Linked DNA regions of Sus scrofa: region 2 is linked to region 1. The links are chromatin contacts, called in public Hi-C maps. All regions are on one chromosome and are shown on one strand. The core of a region is the stretch at or near the end of the contact, and the rest is flanking DNA. Distances in the headings are between cores, read along the strand shown. Region 1 holds the start of PATL1 (protein PAT1 homolog 1). Region 2 overlaps OSBP (oxysterol-binding protein 1).

Region 1 (6,723 bases), core at 3,428-5,927:
GAACCTGGGAATATGTTACCTTGTTTTTTCTGGTTTGGGGTTTGTTTTGTTTTTTGGGTTTTTTCGCTTTTTAGGGCCACACCTGTGGCATGTGGAAGTTCCCAGGCTAGGGGGTCAATCAGATCTGCAGCTGCCCGCTTTTGCCACCGTCACAGAGGATCTGAGCCGCATCTGTGACCTACACCAGATCCTTAACCTAAGGAGTGAGGCCAGGGATCAAACCTGCATCCTCATGGTTACTAGTCAGGTTTGCAACCCACTGAGCCACAACAGGAACTCTGGGAATATGTTACTTTATATGGTAAAAGGGATACTGCAGATGAGACTAAGGATCCTGAGATGAGGAGATCATCCTGGATTATGCAGTTGCATCCACTGTTATCACAGACTATTTATAAGAGGGAGGAAGAAGGGTAGGAGAGAGAAATGTGACCACAGAAGGAGAGGGAGAGAGAGTTTGGAAAATGCTATGGTGTTGGCTTTGAAGATGGAGGATGAGGCCATAAGCCAAGGAATGTAAGCATCCTCTAGAAACTAAAAACAGTAAGAAGACAAATTCTCTCCTAGCGTTTCCAGAAGGAATACAGTTCTATAACCTATTTTAGATTGTGACCTACAAAACTAGAAGAGAATAAACATGTGTCATTTTAACCCACTAAGTTTGTGATAACTTGTTACAGGAGCAATAATAAACTACAATTTACTAAGATACTACAATTCAACACTTATCATACCCAATAAACTACCCAGGTCCTGCTTCAGACATTTTACATAACAGATTCTCAACTTCTTACATCAGACTCTCATATATATATGAGCTGGGAGTTCCTGTCATGGCTCAGTGATAACAAATCTGACTAGTATCCATGAGGTTGCAGGTTCAATCCCTGGCCTCACTCAGTGGGTTAAGGATCCAGCATTGCCATGAGCTGTGGTGTAGCTTGCAGACATGGCTTGGATTCCATATTTCTGTGGCGTAGGCCAGCAGCTGCAGCTCTAATTCCATCCCTAGCCTGGGAACCTCCATATGCCTCAGGAGTGGCCCTAAAAAAAAAAAAAAAAAAAAAAAGGCAAAAAAATATATATATATAATATACATATCATGAGCTATTGGAGGCGGTCATTAAAAGGACATGATCACCGTTGACCTGTGAGCTGGAACTTGGCAAACGGACACTCCTCACCCCCTCCCCAGACCTTGGAAGGTATGCTCTGCCCACCATTCCCACAGTGGGAGCTATTTTCAAGGACAAGAGAGTAAGGTGTTGTTGACACCAGCTGGAGGGTATACAGGTACATGTGAGCGGACCCTACTAAGGGCTCTATGCAGATTTTAAGGTTCTGGAAGGTTGAAATCTACTTGTCTTGCAGCTGCCCAAGACAAGCTTCACATGTAAATGCTCCTGCATTGAGCTGCTTCCTCCACCTACCCATCTGGAGTGACTGCTTTTCCTTGATCTCTCCTTGCCCTCCACCTACAGGGCCCAGTTTGTGAACCAACATGAGCACTTGTCGCATATTTATCGCATTCATGAGAGAATGAGCAGCAGGGTAGGTGGTTCAAAAGAGAATACAAGAAACTGAACTATAACCAACAGGAAAAAAAGAATGCTGGAATAAAACTCAAATGTTATATATAATGCCAGTTACTAGCCAGCACGGCAATAAAACTGTCCCCTTTGGGATTACCCTTACTATCAAAATGAAATCATCTCAACTGGAAATAATTTGTAATTCAGCAATCTTCTACCAAGTAATATCTAACTTTGTTGAGTCTAGTAACTCACTACTGGTAAATACTAAGTCAAATAAAGTCACCTCTTCTAGAACTTCAAATGATTCTCAAGTAGGCTTGTTAGACAGTGCTCTTATTACATCACAGAAAGGGCACACAAAACCCTTTTTCCTGATTTCCAAGTTTTGTATAATTTTTCTACACAGACTTCTGGTTACCTATTAATGAGTAACAAACTACTCCAAAATTTTGTGGTTTAAAACCACAGTCATTTTATTTTAACACCACAGCTTTATGGATGAGGTTTTTGGGAAAGGCTCAGTTGAGAGAGTATTTGCTCCATGTGGTGCTGAATGGGGTGACTCGATGATATTCAGCTGGCAGCTGAACTGGTCTGGAGAGCCCAAGACAGCTTCATCCACATGTCTTGTGTGGCTGGTAAACTGGATCCAGCTGGACCCGTCTCCCTCTCCATGTAGTGCCAAGGCCTTTTCATGTGACCGCTTCAGCAAGACAAGTGGGCATCTAACATGGACTTACATTGTCAGTCTTCTTAAAGACTAGACACAGCTGACATTGCATCGCCTCCCCAGCACTCCACGGGTCTATCACAGTCCAGGCCAGATTCAAGGAATGGTGGAAACAGAAAACACCTCTTCAGAGAGGACAAAGACTCTGTGGCCTTGTTTACAAGTTTTGCATTATATTTTAATTTCTATTATATTGCTAAGCCTTTTGTCCTAAAATCTGCTGCACCAAGGGTTCCTCCCTGTAACTTTCTAGGACATTTGTTACAACCTTGTAGACTACATGAGAAATGACCCTCTGGGCAGCCCACCACTCTTTTCCCCACCTCTTTATAACCTTTGCAAGCACCCGAGGACAATGTTTAAAAGCAACCATTCTCAAAGCCTAGTCCTAGAACCAACAGCATCAGCATCACCTGGGAACTTCATATAAATGCAATTTTTAGGTCCCATTGCAGACCTGCTGAATCAGAAAATCTGGGGAGTGGGGTGGCCCAGGAGTCTGGTTTTTGTTTTTCTTTCTTGTTTATGGCAGCACCTGTGGCATATGGATGTTCTCAGGCTAGGGGTCGGATCAGAGCTGCAGCTACATGCCCACACCACAGCCATGGCCACCAGATAAGAGACTCGTCTTTGATCCATGCTGCAGCTTGCAGCAATGCCACAGCCTAACCCAGAGTGAAACTAAGGATCAAACCCACACCCTCACAGAGACAGCATTAGGTCCTTAACAAAGAGCCCCAAGGGGAACTCCCAGGAGTCTATTTTAACAAGCCCTCCTGGTGAAGCTGTTGTATAACACTTGTTGTACATTACTTGATGAAAATTAATACATCATCTGAAACTAGGCTCACAAAAAGTACATTTTGTTCCTTTACCATGATCTAAGAAATAGGATGTATAGAATCTGTAAATACCGCAGTGGATTTTTTTTACAACCTTTGGAAAAAGGATGGCAAGGCCAGAGAAAGCATGATAGCGATGCTAATTGATGTCGCCTCTCAACTGTCAATCGCCTTTTCCACCTAGCTGGTGTGCAGGAGAGACTTTTCTTCCACTCACTCAAGAGACACTCTCCAAAGGCCTCATATCTTATTTCGAAAGAATTACTTGTGAAAAGAATTTTTACCCTCTCCATCTTAATAATGGGCCTACACAGCTCAAGAAAATACATTTGCCTAAAGTGGCCCTCATTCATCTCCCTCAAAGACAGCTGTTGCATGAGAAAAACATAATTTTATCGACCATCTCTATCTTGTTTTCTGTTTCTTTCATTTCTGCTCTTTACTATTTCCTTATTTATCCTTTCTTTGACATCATCCTATAGTTCATTTACATTCAGGCTTTCCTATTCTCTCATAGAAACTGCTTTAGCTGTATCTCAAGTCTTTATACGTTAATAAGTTTATCTACTTTCCACTATGTTTTCTCAAGCAGTCCATTAATTAGAAGTGTGGAGTTTTTTAAAATGTTCTGATGTCTGGAGTTCTCATTGTGGCACAGTAGGTTAAGTATCCAGTGTTGTATTTGAGGTGGCTCCAATCGCTGCTGAGGCACAATTTCCATTCCCTGCCTGGTGCAGATCCAGTTAAAGATCTGGTGTTGCCACAGCTGTGGCAAAGGTCACACCTGTGGCTTGGATTTGATCCCTGGCCCGGGAACTTCATTTGCCACCAGTGCAGCCAAAAAAAAAAAAAAAAAAAAAAAAAAATTCTGACATAATGATCAGAAAACTTGATCTGCAACATCTAGAATCAGCAAACTCTTTCCGTAAAGGGCCAGAGTAATTATTTCAGGCTTTGCTAGCCAAATAGCCTCCATTGAAAGTATTCAATTATGCCTTTGTTGCCCCAAAGCAACTAAAGACAATATGTAAATAAATGAAGATGGCCGTCTTCCCACAAAACTTTACTTTGAAAAAAAAAGGCAGCTAAGCAGATTTGGCTGTGGGTCACACTTTCCCAACCTTTGGTCTATATGGCACCAATTCTCACTGTTAAGAAGTGCCCCTACCTAATACATGAACTTTTGTAGTGTTCTATGCGTGCTTAAAAGTTATCATCTTATCCCCAGCCTGCTCCACTTTAACATTTAGGTCTGTCCCATGTAAATATCCTCTTTTGTTAAACTGTCACAATGATTAAGAGACTGGGTTTCTGGAATGAGAGACCTGGTTGCCGCTTGCCATTGAGTGGTTTAGGATAAACTGCTTAACATCTCTAATCCTCAAATTCCTCATCTATGGAGAAAATAATACCACCTACCTCACCGGATTGGCATAAGGCAGACTTCAACCATCAGTAGAAGTACTACTGGAATCATCATGCCATTGAACCACTACTTTGTGAGGCAGGTATCATTAATCCCGTTTTCCAAAGAAATTAAGGCTCAGACACGTTTAGGTAACTTGCCCCAAATCTGACGGCCCAGTGGCAAAGCACTGATTCCCACCCAGAACTTCTATTTCCAAATCCAAGTTTCCACTACTCAGGCTCTGATTAATCCGGTCATACCACCACGTAAGGAATTTACTCTATGCCACTCCCAGGCGAGGCTGCACTTTAAGACACCGGAGAAAGGAGTTGCGAAACTGCACAAGAATTCGTGGTGCAAGGACTAAATTTCGTAGCCAAGTTTAGTCTTCAAGGGGAAAGAGTGAGTTCGGCTAGCGGAGATAACAGTTCTCCAAAGAGACTTCTGAAAACAGGCTGCCAAGGCACCTGGACAAATGCTTTTCTGGTCCTGATCCTCTAAGGAGGTGGTGTCACCCTACGGCGCACTCAGCCTCGATGACCTTGCTGCCCACGGCTGTGCTGCCTTTTTTGGCTCCCTCACTCCACACGCTTGATGTGCCTGAGCCCTAAAAATACCTCCCTGGTTGAACCTCCCTAATAAGCCTTCGGTTTAAAGAAAAGAGGAAAAAAAAGCCTTCATCTCTGAGACACATAAATCACAGCCCTGACCTGCTGTTGACTCAGCGGGTGACGTGCCGCTGAAAGTGGCGACGAACTCAGCCCCTTTCGATGACCTGAACTTTAACTTTTTTCCCCTCCACTCGGTGCCTATCGTATGTCGTGAAGACCGCCAAGCAACCCGAAGACGGTGTTGGACGCTGGAAAAAGTGCCCAGGAATGTCCATTTCTCCCAGCCTAAGCTAAGCCTGGGACTCTCCAAAGCCATATCCTGTGACAATCACAAGGCTTTTCTCCGCCCCGTCGGTGACGGAAAACTCGTGACTCGAACCTCAGCGTCGGGCGGGCGCAGAGAAGCCGGGGGCGGAGCTACAGGTTCGGATCGCGAGGAAGCCCCCGACGGGTGGCGCGTGCGCAGTCTCTCGCCACGGGACCTCCTTCCCGCCGCCGAGACTAGGAAGCGGGACGCCAAATCTGTCCCCGCGCAGCCGCCGCCGCCGGGCGCGGAGCGGGGCGGCCGCCCTCCCCGAGGCGCGCCTGCGCACGTTCCCACGCACGCTCCGGCGTACGGCGGCGGCCAGGGGTCGCGAGCCGGTGGAGGACCCGCGCGCGGAGGAGCCCGGAGAGTCAGCGCTTCTTCCCTCCCTCCCCCATTCCCCTCCCCGCTCCCTCCCCCCCCTCCCCAAGAATGTTCCGCTACGAGGTGAGCTGTTGCGACCGGAAGTGACCCCTCCCTCCCGCCGGCACGCGCCCCCCTCTCTGTTTCTCTCACGCTCAGCGCGTCGGTCCGCGCCCCTCGGGGGGAAAAGGGGGGGCGGAGGGGCCGGCAGGACCGAGCAGAGTGTGTGGGCTCTGGGGTCGCGGGTTTAGTCCAAGGGCTGTGAGCTGGCTTCGTGGGGGCGGGACTGTCCTATCAGTTGCTACTGAGGAGAGTTGACCTCTGTTTGGGGGTGGGGAGGGCCCGTTAAGTGCGGTAACCAACCACCCCCCACCCCACCGTACCCCCGGTGGGGCTCGGCATTGAGAGCCTTGCACCCACCCGGTGGCACTTAAGGCTTAAGGAAGAGCCACAGGGTAAAGCCCAGGGACGCATTTCCCGCCTAAGACCCAGAACTATCATCTCGCATTAATTACACATAGCCCCTTACTCGCAGGCAACCGTCAGGTCACCCGGGCCTGCACTTGCCCTTTGACTGGGGCGGAAGACTGTTTACTGATGAGAGCTCCGAGTGGGGAAGGGGCGTGTCCAGCAGAAGTTTTTTCTGGGCGAATGGAGGGAAACTGGGGGTTCGTGATGGTCCCTGGAATACAGCAACAGAGTTATGACGCTACCACTGAGTCTCTGTATGACCTTTAGCGACTGCTAATCACTAGACAGAGTTTCTGGATTTGTAGAAAGGGTGGGTCTAGACGATCCCTTTCCAACCTAAAAAGCAGTGATTCGGTGAAGTAGATCTTTGTGATTTGGGAATGCTTCTGGAAGTTGCCTCTGATGTGGATGCAGTTGCACATGCTTGCTTTGTCTAAGTTTGGAAGGACCTAAGATGGC
Region 2 (6,421 bases), core at 3,432-5,931, 70 kb after region 1:
GGGAGGCTGTCAGCCTTTTTACATGGACAAGTTCTCCAGAGATGTTTATTCATACATATTCTTTTCTGGGTGTCATCATTTGATCACTCATTAATAAGTCTGTGCAGTGTCCTTAGAATTCTGCTTCGCAAAGACATGGCAAGGACCGAACTCTAGTTCTGCTCTTGGTTCTAATTCTCATACATGTTTCCCGTTTGTGTAGGCGCACTGGCAGCAACATCAGTGGAGCCAGCAGTGACATCAGCCTTGATGAACAGGTAACTCTTGCTTGGAAGTTATCAAGACTGAGGCTCTTGGGTGAAATTCACAAGGATTTGCCTGTAAAGTACTAAAGGAAACAGAAAGTACTGATTTTTTTTTTTTTTTTTTTTTTTGCCTTCGCATGGGGGAAGGGAATATAAATACTGGGTTTTCTGTTCTTTGTGGGTGATTGAATGGCTTTGTTTTTGTGCTTAGTACAAGCATCAGCTGGAAGAGACCAAGAAGGAGAAGAGAACGAGGATACCGTACAAGCCAAACTATAGCCTCAATTTATGGAGCATCATGAAGAACTGCATCGGGAAAGAACTCTCGAAGATCCCCATGCCGGTGAGGGTCCTGCACGCCTGGGCTGCTGCCCAGAGGGCCTCAGGCCGCAGTCAGAAGAGTGCTGCCGGACAGCCAGACCCACTCGCATGGCAGTTTGCGGCATGGTTCTTGTTACCCTTGCCGTCGTACACTGCCCCTTAAAAATATCTGCTTTGGAGTTCCCTGGTGGCCTAATGGTTAAGGACTTGGCATTGTCACTGCTATGGCTTGCGTTACTGCTGTGTTGCAAGTTTGATCCCTGGCTCAGGAACTTCTACATTCCCCCCGGGTGGGCAAAACTGAAAAACAAAACTAGTTGCTTTTTTTTTTTTTCCCCCTTGCCTTTTAGGGCCATACCTGTGGCATATAGAAGCTCCCAGGCTAGCAGCTGAATTGGAGCTACAGCTGCCAGCCTACGCCACAGCCTCAGCAACATCAGATCCGAGCGGAGTCTGTGACCTGCAACACAGCTCACGGCAACACCGGATCTGTAGCCCACTGAACGAGGCCATGGATCAAACCCTCATCCTAATGGATGCTAGTTGGGTTCATAACCTGCTGAGCTACAACATGAACTCCCCAAAACTAGCTGCTTTAATTTTGCCTGTGGATCTGATACGTTTCCAGATTGCCTAGAATCAGATGCGTATGTTCAGTAATAGTTGTTTATGAGCAAATTCCTATGCTAGATGTGCTGGGGATGTGCAAAGATAAGTAGAGCCTTGTTTCTGTTTTCAAGACGAGTATAGTTCAAGAGATAGGCCTGAAAACAGGTAGAAAATATTCCTTTCTGGGAGTTCCCATCGTGGTTCGGTGGTAACAAATCCAACTAGTATCCATAAGGACTCGGGTCGGGTCCCTTGCCTCACTCAGTGGGTTAAGGATCCAGCCTTGCCGTGAACTGTGGTGTAGGTTGCAGACGCAGCTCGGATGCCAAGTTGCTGTAGCTGTGGTGTAGCTCAGCAGCTGTAGCTTAGATTCTCGACCCCTAGCCTGGGAGCCTCCATATATATGGGGCAAGTACGGCCCCAAAAAGCAAAAAAAAAAAAGAAGAAGAAAATATTCCTTTCTGTAATAGTGTGATGGGAAGTACCGTACATACAAACATTTGGGGAGCATGAAAACAAAACCAATTCGTTCCAACCAGGCGGATGTGGACTCTCGCCATGGTGAAGATGGCTTTGGGCTGACCCCCCTGCCTCCCATCATGCCCTTCCCCAGTCTGTCCACACTGTTTTATTTATTTTTATTTTATTTTTTTAGTTTTTGCTTTTGTCCACACTGTTTTAAAAAAGTAATTTTTTTAAAATTGCAAATGTAGTTATGTCATTCCTTAGCTTAAAATCCTGTTCTTGGAGTTCCCGTCGTGGCTCAGTGGTTAACGAATCTGACTAGGAACCATCAGGTTGTGGGTTTGATCCCTGTCCTTGCTCAGTGGGTTAAGGATTCGGTGTTGCCGTGAGCTGTGGTGTAGGTCGCAGATGTGGCTCGGATCCCGTGTTGCTGTGGCTCTGGCGTAGGCTGGCAGCTACAGCTCCGTTTTGACCCCTAACCTGGGAACCTTCATATGCTGCACGAGCAGCCCTAGAAAAGGCAAAAAGACAAAAAAAAAAAAAAAATCCTGTACTTAAAATTCTTACTGCTTTGAGCTTAGTCCAGATTCCTTAGTGAGCTTCATACTTCCTCCTGAGGCTGAGGCTCCGCCCGTACACATCAGCGGTCTAGTCCTGGGGAGTTACCTTCAGATGCTCACCCACATCTTGGTTTTTTCCTCTCAGGGTATTTGCACACCCTGCTCTTTCTGCCCAAACCTTCATCAGCTCCCAATCCACACTTGTCACTTTACTTTTGCTCTGGCTGACACCTTTTTCTTTAGGATTCAGCTATAGTGTCCTCTCTTTCAGCAAACCTTCCCCTGTGCATGCGTTCAGGGTGAGCTGTCTTTCCCCTGGGTTCCAACAAGTTCCACTGTTTATTTCTAGGCAGTGGTTTCACTCACTCCACAAGTGTTTACTGACTGACTTTCTGTTTGGGGTTGTATCAGTGTGTCAGTTAGGTATAGATTCAGTTTGTTTTTATTTTTTATTCTTTTAGGGCCGCACCTGTGGCATAGGGAGGTTCCCAGGCTAGGGGTCTAATCGGAGCTGTAGCCACTGGCCTATGCCAAAGTCACAGCAACGCCAGATCTAAGCCTCATCTGTGACCCTATACCACAGCTCATGGCAACGCTGGATCCCTAACCCACTGAGTGAGGGCAGGGATCGAACCCACGTCCTCATGGATGCTAGTCAGATTCGTTTCTGCTGAGCCACAATAGGAACTCCTAAATTCAGTCTAAAGAAGCAAATAAAATATATTGGTTTAGACCAAGGGTCAGCAAACTGGCCTTGGGGCCAAATCTAGCAGCTGTCTTTACAGCCTGCAAGCTAAGAATAGGCTTTATTTTTTTTTAATTAAAAAAAATTTTTTTTTTGTCTTTTTGCAATTTCTTGAGCTGCTCCCGTGGCATATGGAGGTTCCCAGTCTAGGGATCCACTCGGAGCTGTAGCCGCTGGCCTACACCAGAGCCACAGCAACGTGGAATCCGAGCCGTGTCTACAACCTACACCACAGCTCACGGCAACACCGGATCGTTAACCCACTGAGCAAGGCCAGAGATCGAACCCTCAACCTCATGGTTCCTACTCAGATTCTTTAACCACTGTGCCACAATGGGCACAGAACTCCCCGCTTTATATTTTTAAATGGTTGGAAAAAAATCAGGAGGATAGTATTTTGTGATGTGAAAATTATATATACTTGAGATGTTAAGGTCCATGAAGTTTTATTGGAACATGGTAAATGCTCATTCATACACTGATTGTCTGTGGCTGCTTTCATCCTACAGCAGTAATGCTGAGTAGATGTGACAGAGGCCATATGGCCCTCTAAGCCTAAATATTTACTATCTAGCCTTTCACAGAAAAAGCTGACCAACTCCTGCCTTAAACAAATATTAGCTTAACTCATTATCATGTTAAAATCCAGAAGTAGGTGGTTGGGGCTGGTACCATACTCTGCAGTGTTGGGACCAGGCTCCTTTCTGTCCTTTTGTCCTGCTCTGTGGCCTCAGTTCCTAGGGGCTAAGTGGCTGCTCCAGCTCAGGCCATTAGGGTCTCATTCCAGCAGCAGGAAAAAGGCAAGAGGAGAAGGGCATGCCCTGCCTTTTAAGGGTGCTTCCTAGAAATTGCATAAATATTTTCCCTTTAGTCTCTTTGGCCAGAACTTATGTGGCCTTAGCTAGGTGGACAAGGAGCTGGAAATAAGGACTTTTTCTTTTTTGGTGGCAGGGCTTAAATAAAAATCAGGGATTCTGCTACCGATAGAAGGGAGGAGTGGAGAGTGAGGGTGGCTGCAGGCTCAGCCCCAGTCAGGTGCATGGCCTACAGAAATACAGATAGCATTCTTCCGGCCTCTTGGGGCTTATGGACCAGTCAGTGGTTTCTGCCTCTGTGTAGACCGGGTTCCTCTCGGGCAGAGACTGTGGTATTGGTCTTTATATCCTTGATGCTTAGCCAGTGCCTGGCACATACATATCCTTCAGCACATGTTAAAGTAATTAATTAACTGGGTCTTGGAAAACAAATAGATTCCTCTGTAAGCACATGGGATTTTTGTTAGAAAGATACTGGCCTCCAGACAAGCAAAGGCCGTGAGTAAGCACCCTGAAGACACATAAAAGAACTGGTTCACTGGGGACCTAAAAGGCAGCCCCACTTGCCTAGTGCCCTGAAGGAAGCGATGGGAGGCTAGGCTGGAAGGCATGTCACTGCAGCCTCAGAAATGCAGTTCCTGCTCAGAGATAGCTTCTGAGTCTAGGGGGCCTCCCTGTCTTTCTTAACCATTAGTTCCTTGTTGACATTGTGACAAGGAATGTGCAGTCCTGTACCTGTTTGCCTGCGGATCTAGTCCTTGCCCTTTCCCTGCTCTGTGTGTGTCACAGAAAGCTGATCCCTCCAGGCTGTGTTTCTCAGGCTTCCATGTCTGTTGGGCTCTGGCCGGGTTCCACCACGGCAGGGTACCAGTAGGAGATTGGAGCAGGGAGGAAGGGAAAAACCCGAGGGTGCTCCCCGCCCTGACTGCATTCTCTGGGGCAGTGCTCTGGCAGCAGCTGTGTGGCTCTAGTTTCCACTGGACAGGCCCCCTGAGGTCTTAGCTGCTGCCACATGCCTCTGGTCTCTGTGCTGCAGTAATACCACTGCTTCTCTCTGTGCCGCCCACCTGCCGATGGTTACAGCTTCCTGCTGCTGCTAATCTCTAGGTTGTCTTTTTTGGCTGCCCAGCTCTCCATCAGCTGTAAAACTAATTCCCTGCTTCCTTCCACTTTAAATTCTCAGATTTATTTGTTTCCCTGTTGCGTCACTGAGTGGTAAAATGGCCAATATGAAAAGCTTAGCACTTTCAGAGAAACCGTGGTTCCTGAAAGTTGTTGTGGTGGGGGGGAGTAGGGCTGTGTGTGTGAGATAAACGGAGATGGTATAAGGATGTAGCGATTCTAGGCCCGGGCAGTGCTGATCTGTCCCATGGCCACCAACTGGCCCATTTTTCTCAAAATATATGGAAATGTTACTGCATGGTGCCTGCAGTTCTGGCGTAGTTAATAAGTACCCTCTTTAGAAAAGACCCTCGAGGACTTGAGTTATTTCTGTTTCCCCTCTGTGCATTTTTTCCTATCATACTGCTTTTCTCTCAGTGTCGAGAAGATGGTTTTGGGACATGGCATACTCTTTTAGTTGAGGCAGGATAGATCTTACTTCCCCATTGAGAAATTTTCAGAGAAATGCTTGCTATATTTCTCAGAGGAAAAACAGGCTCTAGTATATTATTTATTTTTTTAAATGTATAAATGGGAATTCCCATCGTGGCTCACTGGTTAACAAATCCAACTAGGAACCATGAGGTTGCAGGTTCGATCCTTGGACTCGCTCAGTGGGTTAAGGATCCCGCGTTGCCGTGAGCTGTGGTGTAGTTCGCAGTTATGTCTTGGATCTGGCATTGCTGTGGCTCTGGCATAGGCCGGTGGCTATAGTTGCGATTCGACCTCTAGCCTGGGAACCTCCATATGCCATGGGTGCGGCCCTAAAAGATAAAATAAAATAAAATGTACACATGCATAGCAATAAATAAGAAACTATTAATAATAGTTCTGCTTGGGTGATGGTTTTTCCAGTAGTTTTCCTTTGTGCTTTGTTTCCAAAGTTTGTTATAGTGGAAATTACAAGATATTTCATAATTGGGAGGACAGTTAATATTAGGGTAGTGTGTGACTCAGAAATTGGCGGGTAGGAAGTGGGACAACAAGGCAAAAAAAGAAAGAAAAAGAGCTTGGGCTGTAGGAAAGAAAAGTGCTGTTTTTGTCGGTTTTATTAACTGAAATGTTGCTTTAGCTCAGCTCCACACAGTAGAAGTTTTTTCTTCCTCCCTCTGTTCTCTGGACTCAGAACTCAGGCTAGTGATATTCAGGCTTGTTTAGCTGTAGTGCTGGTTACATAAGCTTTATGGACTAGCCTGGGAACCTAACCTCTTTTTATAGTAATTTTCTAAGTGGTAAAGTCATCGTAAATTCCACTCAGTCAACTTAGAAGCTAACTCTTTGGAGGGGGTGGGGGACAATGTCTCTTTTGTTCATTTCTCTATACCCACTGGTTTGTATAGGACCTGGCACAGGTAAGGGCTCAATAAATATTTGTGGAATGAATGGACAGCTCCCTGACAGTGGCCTACAGATACACACTTGCTTTATCCTGTGGCTCAGTGCCCTAAGTTGGCTCTAAAACTTGGAAGGTATAGGGTTCCTGTTGTGGCTCAGCAGTTT

Evidence for each region. A called contact is a pair of places that touch in the nucleus more often than the background predicts.
Region 2: a Hi-C map of skeletal muscle shows a contact between it and region 1, with 4 times the contacts expected there. The contact joins the enhancer-like site here to the promoter of PATL1 in region 1. A contact is called at or near these places in 3 of 47 Hi-C or Micro-C datasets (embryonic fibroblasts, epiblast stem cells and skeletal muscle) and 2 of 2 datasets of contacts at active chromatin or transcription factors (alveolar macrophages and skeletal muscle).

The regions. Positions count from the first base shown.
Region 1 is chr2:11,822,139-11,828,861 of Sscrofa11.1, forward strand. It overlaps PATL1 (protein PAT1 homolog 1), which reads left to right and starts at 4,678. Exons shown (of 19, transcript XM_021082992.1): 1 at 4,678-5,877. The coding sequence starts at 5,863.
Region 2 is chr2:11,891,795-11,898,215 of Sscrofa11.1, forward strand. It overlaps OSBP (oxysterol-binding protein 1), which reads left to right. Exons shown (of 14, transcript XM_021082995.1): 6 at 203-257; 7 at 457-588. Among named protein-coding and RNA genes, the nearest start is that of OSBP, 19 kb to the left of the region's middle. Within about 2 kb of position 4,682, at least 14 of the 83 cell types and tissues checked have an H3K27ac peak or open chromatin away from gene starts, as enhancers often do. A contact at or near this core is called in skeletal muscle, where this site is marked.